Regions from separate parts of the Mus musculus genome. Here region 2 is linked to region 1. Evidence: chromatin contacts called from public ChIA-PET data. All regions are on one chromosome and are shown on one strand. Each heading gives the region's core, a stretch centred on a gene start, on an enhancer-like site or on the middle of the called end of the contact. The rest is flanking DNA. Distances are from core to core; before and after follow the strand shown. Region 1 overlaps Dglucy (D-glutamate cyclase). Region 2 overlaps Rps6ka5 (ribosomal protein S6 kinase, polypeptide 5).

Evidence for each region. ChIA-PET counts read pairs in DNA pulled down with a chosen protein or histone mark.
Region 2: an RNA polymerase II ChIA-PET map of memory CD8 T cells shows a contact between it and region 1, with 75 read pairs. The contact joins two enhancer-like sites. A contact is called at or near these places in 1 of 484 Hi-C or Micro-C datasets (bone marrow-derived macrophages), 3 of 115 datasets of contacts at active chromatin or transcription factors (bone marrow-derived macrophages, effector CD8 T cells and memory CD8 T cells) and 3 of 9 other capture datasets (adipose tissue, liver and pancreatic islet).

Annotation. Positions count from the first base shown.
Region 1 is chr12:100,869,607-100,873,568 of GRCm38.p6, forward strand. It overlaps Dglucy (D-glutamate cyclase), which reads left to right. Exons shown (of 13, transcript NM_145448.5): 13 at 1,698-3,004. The coding sequence ends at 1,847. Among named protein-coding and RNA genes, the nearest start is that of Gm36572, 22 kb to the right of the region's middle. Within about 2 kb of position 1,820, at least 12 of the 459 cell types and tissues checked have an H3K27ac peak or open chromatin away from gene starts, as enhancers often do. A contact at or near this core is called in memory CD8 T cells, where this site is marked.
Region 2 is chr12:100,635,014-100,638,975 of GRCm38.p6, forward strand. All of the region lies in intron 3 of Rps6ka5 (ribosomal protein S6 kinase, polypeptide 5), which reads right to left. Among named protein-coding and RNA genes, the nearest start is that of Rps6ka5, 88 kb to the right of the region's middle. Within about 2 kb of position 1,923, at least 35 of the 459 cell types and tissues checked have an H3K27ac peak or open chromatin away from gene starts, as enhancers often do. A contact at or near this core is called in memory CD8 T cells, where this site is marked.

The DNA.
Region 1 (3,962 bases), core at 570-3,069:
GTGTCCACAAGGCCTTTGCTTGGCTTATTCCTTGGCTTTAATGCCCGCTGATAGTTGTTGCCCTGTATCTTAGTCAGTGTAGGCTGCTGTAACAAAATACCATAGGCCGGGAGGTACAAAAATGCTCATTTTTCGTTCTTCCAGTTGTAGAAGCAGGGATAGTCCAACCCTGAAGGCAGGGCAGAGTCAGTGCCTTGGTGGATGCACTCTTCCTGGGTTGAAGATGGCTGGCCTCTCACTGGCCATGGCCTCTGTTTCAGTTCCTGCCTCCAGGTTCCTGCCTTGAGTTCCTGTCCTGAGGCTTTCTTTAGTGATGGTGTGTGACCTAAGAGTTATAAGCTGAAACAAACCTTTTCCTCTGTCACACTGTTTTTAGTCATGGTGTTTATCACAGCGATAGAAATCCAACTAGTGCCCGCCCCTCAAGAGGCTGACAGCGGGACCTGGGGAGGGGCCTCCTGCCACAGTCAGATGCATGGGAGCTCATCCCAGGCTTGGCTGGGGGCTGGGGCAGTGGGAGGATTACATCTCTGGTATGTGTTAGGACCACACAGGTCTCTATTGGGGCATGAAATATGGTCATGGGAAGGTAAGTGCCCGAAGAAACAGCCGATCTGTTTAAACGCTTTGCTTTTGTTTGAGACGGGACCAGCCCCTCCCCCTTACCCAGTAAGTGAGTCAGAGAGCAAGCTCTGGCCTTTCCCCACTGTACTGACAACCAGCATGCTTCCTACTGTGTGCCAAGGGCCATGCTGGATGCTCTACCTCCAGTGTCTCATTTAATTCTCACTACAGCTTCTGAAAGCCATATCCTCACCAGGGTCACCAACGACCCCAGATGACAGATGGGATCTCCAAGACATAGAGAGAAGTTAAGACCTTCCCACTCTGTAGGCCAGGCTGTCTTGGAGCTCATTATACAACCCAGGCTGGCCTCAAACTGACTGTAATCCTCCTGCCTCAGCCCCTCAAGTACTGAGATGACAGGCGTGAACCATCACATCCAGCTCTTGATTTTGATTTTCTTTTTTTTTTTTTTAAGATTTATTTATTTATTATATGTAAGTACACTGTAGCTGTCTTCAGACACTCCAGAAGAGGGAGTCAGATCTTGTTACAGATGGTTGTGAGCCACCATGTGGTTGCTGGGATTTGAACTCCTGACCTTCAGAAGAGCAGTCGGGTGCTCTTACCCACTGAGCCATCTCTCCAGCCCGATTTTGATTTTCATAAGGAGCTTTCCAGTGAGTCCATGCCTTATCTCAAATTTTACTTGTTAAAAAGAGACACATTCCTGGGTGTGGTGCCATATGCCTTTAAGCCTAGCTCTTGAAAGGCAGAGGCAGGTGGATCTCTAAGAGTGTGAGGCCAGCCTGGTCTAAATATTAAGTTCCAGGACCACTAGGGCTACAGAGGCTCTGTTTTAAAAAGGAGGAGGGAGAAAGAAAGAAAGAAAGAAAGAAAGAGAGAGAGAGAGAGAGAGAGAGAGAGAGGAAGGAAGGAAGGAAGGAAAGAAGGAAGGAAGGAAGGAAGGAAGGAAGGAAGGAAGGGAAGGAAGGAAGAAAGAAAGAAAGAAAGAGACAGAGAGAAACAGAGATCTCTAGCTCAAAGCTTCTTTTCTACAGATATTTACGCATTCTGTCCTCCCTCTCCCCACATGTCGTCTGTCTCCTCCTCATCTCTGTATTTCCTCCCAGGAAGAAAAGATGTTGGGCATCCTGGTAGAGAACCAAGTCCGCAGTGGTGTCTCAGGCATCGTGGGCATGGAAGTGGATGGGCTGCCTTTCCATGACGTTCATGCTGAGATGATCCGGAAGCTGGTGGGTGCCACCACAGTGCACATGTGACCAGCTGTGCTGTTTGTGTGCACAGTCCCTGCCTGATGCCAGCCTTTGTCTAGGTAGGAAGGAGTTCCAGGGGCATTGCTCTACCTGCCCTTCATCCTGGCTTCTTCTGGCCACCCTATGCTCTGTTCTGGGAATCTTTCTGCCTCTCAGTTAAGAGAGAATTCTGGAACAGTTAATTGTAGAGCAGAGCCTAAGGGCAGTGGTGGTGTACACCTTTAATCCCAGCACTCAGGAGGCAAAGGCAGCTGGATTTTTGAGTTTAAGGCCAGCCTGGTCTACAGAGCGAGTTCTAGGGCAACCAAGGCATCACTGTGACCTGGGCTAATCGAGAAAGGGTAGAGAGCCCACACGTGGAGTGTTAGCTGAAACACTGGGGTTCATACTCACCACCACCAGCAAAACAGTTATATCTTTGAAATGCTTTTTTCCCCCATACAGTCATAATTTGCTGTTTGATGGGGTTCTTCCAGCCATGACATCCCACTGTCCCTCACCCCCATTCACCCCTGACATTTCTTACACACACTTTCCATCAGCTCACTCCTACACCTAGCCTGACTCTTTCCCCGTTTTGAGGGGGAAGGAAGCCATATTTACCAGTATTGCCCAAAGGTGAGTCAGACCTCTCCAGAGCTCAGGCAGATGAGCTCGCCCTGATCTTTCACATCCTCCAACCCTAAATTTCTCAACAAAACCAGAAACTGAGCCACTGACCAGGCCCCATTGCACATTTATTCCTGACATCATGGTGACATTTCATGTGGGATCTGAGCCTACTAAATGTTGTTTCATGTCTTTACACATGTGTGTCTGGTATGGTTCTTTAAGGGGCCTTCATTGTGAAAAAGGAACACATGGTATGGATTTTACACTCCAATAAAATATAAGTGTAAAGAGAAAATCTTTAGTATGAACCTCCAGTGTCTGCTATTTGCTATTCTGGCCAGGATTCACACCTGCAGGGTTCACACTTTCAGGGTCCATGCTTGTTCTGTGGAAGACACTAAAAATGGGGCCAGTCCTCCACCCAAGACCTCACAACTCAGCAAATACACCTTGGCTTGGAAGCCTCACGGCCCAGGTCTCTTTGAGTTATCATTTTTGTTCAGTACAAATTCCACACCAGGAACTCTGATAAAGAGGATATCCTGACAATTAAAAAAAAAAATAGATGACTACAATACTATTGACATCGTGGAAAAGCTGCCAACAATCTTATGATTCATGTTTCAAAGGAGATATTCATAGATTTGGCTTTTGGCATAGTAATAGCAGGATTCTACTTCAGCATTGAACAAGCTGAGGAGTAACAGTGTTACAAGTTATGCTTGCAGTGGGAAGAAATGTATGGGGAGATGGCTGAGCCATTTAAGAAAAAGGCTAAGACCCCGTTAAGTTCAGAGAAGGCAGGTTCTGAAGGCAGGTTCTCAGCTTACGCTGAGGCTAAGGTACAAAGGAGTAGAGGGGACCCCTTCCTGGGCATCCATCCCAGGGGCTGCTGGTGCTCTGCCTTCCAGGACCCGGTTTTAAAACTTTCCACTTCACATTGTGATTCCCACTCAAACCTTGTTCTAGCCTTGTCTGTTCTCAGGAGAAATGTCTGTGTTCATGTCTGTGGTGGCTACCACCTCCAGAAGTCAGTGACAAGAACAAGAGATGGCCTGCAGGGGAACTGTGGTTTACCCAGGGTGAGAGCTAGCTTGGTTCTAGCCATTGCTGGGCAAATGGAATCTGTGGGCTTTTCAGGATGCTGTGGAGAGAGATCCTAGGATATAGTACATATGACATACAGTCGGTACTCATAGGCAAGCTGGTGGCCTGGCTTACTGAGGTAGCATGCTCTGTACAAGGGTGCCAGCTCCTTATCCCTGGATGTCCTGGGCACAACTGACATTCTGTTGCTCAGCTAGGAAAGGTATCCCTCTGAGGTCACCTCTTGCTTCCCACTGTCTGCCACCCCCAAGTTGGCCCAGCCCATTGTATCTGCTACTTCCTGACCATTATACATGGCGTCTGCTGGCTTCTTCTTGAAGTTCATTGCTCTCTATGCAGGACGGAGAATGCTTGGCTTATTAGCAAATTGTATGTTCTCTACATTCATGATGTGATGTGCTT
Region 2 (3,962 bases), core at 673-3,172, 230 kb before region 1:
AAAACAGAATGAAACAAGCAAACAAAACCAAAACAAAACAAGCTTAATGGTACAACATCAAACTGTAACAGTAAAAAGAACCCCCATAAAAATCCAACACTCCTCCATTTGCTCACTTGCTGTAGAATTCTCTGCTTTTAACATCATATCTCCCCTGAACCAGTTGAGAATACTGTTCTTTATTCCTAAAACTTTCCAGAGACATTCTCTCACATAACCACATCATAAAAATACCATTGCTTTATCTAGACTTCCTGCTCAAATTTTGTCATTTGCCCAGGATTCTTTGTAGTGACTTTATTCCACTCTAAAATCCAGCTCAAGATCACACAGCTCATTGGAAATTACATAAGACATGTGTGGATGCTTCCATCATTCTTTTCTTACTCCTGACATCTTTGAAGAGGATACATCCTGAGTGTACACAAATCTTCAATGTAGATTTTATATGATGTTGTCATGGTCATATGAAAGTAATAAACTCCTCAAACAAATGCCAATGGATGACGCCATCTTCTTAGGTCACATGGGAAATACAGATGAGTTTTCCTAACACTAGAGTTAATTTTGATCATGCCATTAATTTAGTCATTGAAGTGTTGATTGTCAGTTTTCTCCACTGTAAAGTTACTATGTTTTTCCTTGTACTCAACTGGCAAACCATGAAGAAATGAACTGAGATTATGCAAAACTATCCTGCTTCTCACTAAACTACCACCCACTCATTTTAGTGTGGAGTGATGATTTTATAACTCTCTTTCCCTCTCTATGTCAGTATTATTCCACAAGGGAAAGCTTTGCTTCTGCCCCCATTACACTTTCTTCTTTATACCACAACAAGATGTTCTAGTTCCATCTTGTACTTTTCTCAACTTTATTTTGATAGTTAATCTGATGGATCACTATCTGCCAGCGATGGCACTAAGCACTTTACAGACATCAAATCATTTAAGTCAAACAGCTCCAGAAAAAGTGGGCTAGCCGAGGGCTGGGGAGATCAAGAATTGCACCTGACACTTTCAGTTAGGAAATGCCGAAATTGTTTTCAAACAGAAAAAAATTTAAACAAAAAATGCATGTTTACAGAGGAGTGGGTAAATAATTTAGCTCGGTTACAGTGCGGGTAGGACAGCAGAATAACAGGAGATTGGTAGGAGAGGAGACAGGATGTCAGAGTAGTCTGAAAACCTGACTATAGAGTTAAGAGTATGTCATGGTTACTCCTGATTGGCAATAAGATTGAATTGAGATTGCACTAAAGCCCCCCCCCCAACCCCGTATGTCTATGCAGTCTAATTATTAACAGTTTAACAATCAATTGATAAACTCAAAAATCCAAATAAACTGTAGAAAGATGGTGCAGGGTGGGGCCTGATTAGAGGAAATGTGTTGCTGTGGTCAGGTCTTTGACAGGTATATCTTGGCTGTGGCCCCTTCCTGTTACTGTTATGTTTCCTGGATGGTGTAAGTGAAGAGTATTTTTCTAGCATGCCCTTCCACCATGGCGTTAAGCCTTGCTACAAGCCAAGACACAGCGGAGTTGGCAAACTATAGGGTAAAATTATGAGTCAAAAAAAAAAAAAACTTTCCCTTTTGAATTCAGTCATTTGTCACAGAGACAAAAAAAAAAAAAACCCACAATTCTATTTAACATGCATTGTTCTGTTTCAAGTATATGAAAGTGAGTGAGCTTCTTTAAGCAATGGAGTGGCCTAAGTGTGATGACAGGGTAAGAAGGCTGGTAAACTGGGAAAGATAAAGAAAAGTAACAAAAATAGACATTGCAGTTGTTTTCCACAATCTGTTACTAAAATAAATGTGCTTGTCCTGATGCACCAAAATAACCCAGGAGTTGGACACACAGATGCCACATTATCTCGTTAGAGGTCAGCCATCTCACTCAAGTCACTTCATCTGCATCACAAAGGCGATAAGAGGGGTCCTATTCAATCCTAATCCAATCCCTAAGGGCTGCCTGCAAAGGCCTATGAGTTGCTATACTGAAAAATACCCAAAGTGGTGCCTGGTGGCAAGTAAATACTAAAGCAATCAAAAAGCGACTGTAAAAACAGTTGCCACATTCCTATCACACCCCCACTCTTTTGTGATTCTGGAGGAAGAAATCTAAAATTCTCTGGCTTACAGACAACCTGCATTCCCATTCTTATAATATGTAGAGTAAGAAATGTTCTCAAAATATACTTTATTTATCTAGCTGGGCAGGTATTTGGTAGCTCAGATACCTAAAACTACATTGCTGAGTCACAAGATATTTGCATATTAATTTAGTAAATACTGCCCATTTTTATTAAGTTGCTGTGGTTGGTAAGATGGCCCAGTGGCTAAGAGTAGAGAGTGTCCTTTTTTTTTTTTTTCTTTTTTTCTTTTTTTCGAGACAGGGTTTCTCTATAGCCCTGGCTGTCCTGGAACTCACTTTATAGACCAGGCTGGCCTCGAACTCAGAAATCCGCCTGCCTCTGCCTCCTGAGTGCTAGGATTAAAGGCGTGCGCCACCACGCCCAGCTTAAAGATGTTATAGTTTTGTTTTGTTTCTTAAAGATATACAGACACACTGTAGCTATCTTCAGACACACCAGAAGAGGGCATCAGATCCCATTACAGATGGTTGTGAGCCACCGTCTGTTGCTGGGGAATCGAACTCAGGACCTCTGGAAGAGCAGTCAGTGCTCTTAACCCCTGAGCCATCTCTCTAGCCCCTGAGAGCATCCTTACAAAGGACCCAAGTTCAGTTTCCAGCTCCCACATCGGGCATCAGAGGTCCACTCCAGCTCCAGAGGTTGTCAATCCCTCTCTGAACATTTTGGACACTAAAAGTCATTTATATTCAACAGTGTGTCCAAAAAACAAAATAAAACAAACCGAAACCCCTATAACTCTTAGGTGTCTTAATTTCTTTTCCTATTGCTGTGATAAAATACTTTGATAAATGCGACCTTAAGGAGAAAGGGTTTATTCTGGTTCACAGTTCAAAAGTGCTCGCTACCGTCTGTAGTGGGGAAGTCAAGGTGACAGCGCCTGGTCACACCCCATCCAATCACGAAGCAGAGGACAAATGCACACGGCTGCTCAGCTCACTTTCTACGTTTATATAGCAGTCTAGGATCCCATGCATGGAATGGTGCCACCCACAGTGAGTGTGTGTGTCTTCACATATCAGCCTAAGCAATACAACTCCCCACAGGCATATCTGGAGGCTCATCTCTCAAGTAGATCCTGTTAAATAGGCAACTTGCACTAACCATCACAATCAACGTCCTTATTCACTGTCGATCTATGACGCAGTCCCAAGTTACAGGTAATTTTAAGTAAATCTGCGTTTGTAGGAATTGGATCTGATAAATTTTCAGTGAAGTCGGGTAAGCTGTTGCAAATGGACAGAAAGACAGCGATGGAGCTTTAGGTGTAAGAGATTCTATGAAGGCTCCTAGAAGGTAAGTCTTTAAGATTCTTACCCAAAGATAAACTCTGAGCTACAGTGCTAATCAACCTGGCTGTTGCAATACTGGCATAATGCCATGGGGGCAACATGCTACCTTCTGGTAGATGGAGAAGCCTACCCCACAGGACAGTACTCTCGTCTAGGACTGTAAGCCCAGCCGCAAAACCAATGTATGAATGCCATAGTCCAAAGGGGAGAACTTACTATTATTATTTTGCTAAACAAATATAGTAAGAACTGCCTTTTATAGACTTATCTTTGTACTCATAGATGAGTGCAGCCTTCAGCAGAGGCCCTTTTTGTGGTGGTTAAAATACTAGGATTCATAACTGGTTAAAAGTATGGAGAATAAGTGACTATGGAGTGCTCAGCTGTTAAAGGAAGTGCATATCACATATACACAAACCCTCAATATTAAACGAACACCATAGAAGGGGCAAAAAGAATTTAAGAGCCATATTGGGGAAAGCTGATGTAAAACATCTTCTGAACAGGACATGCC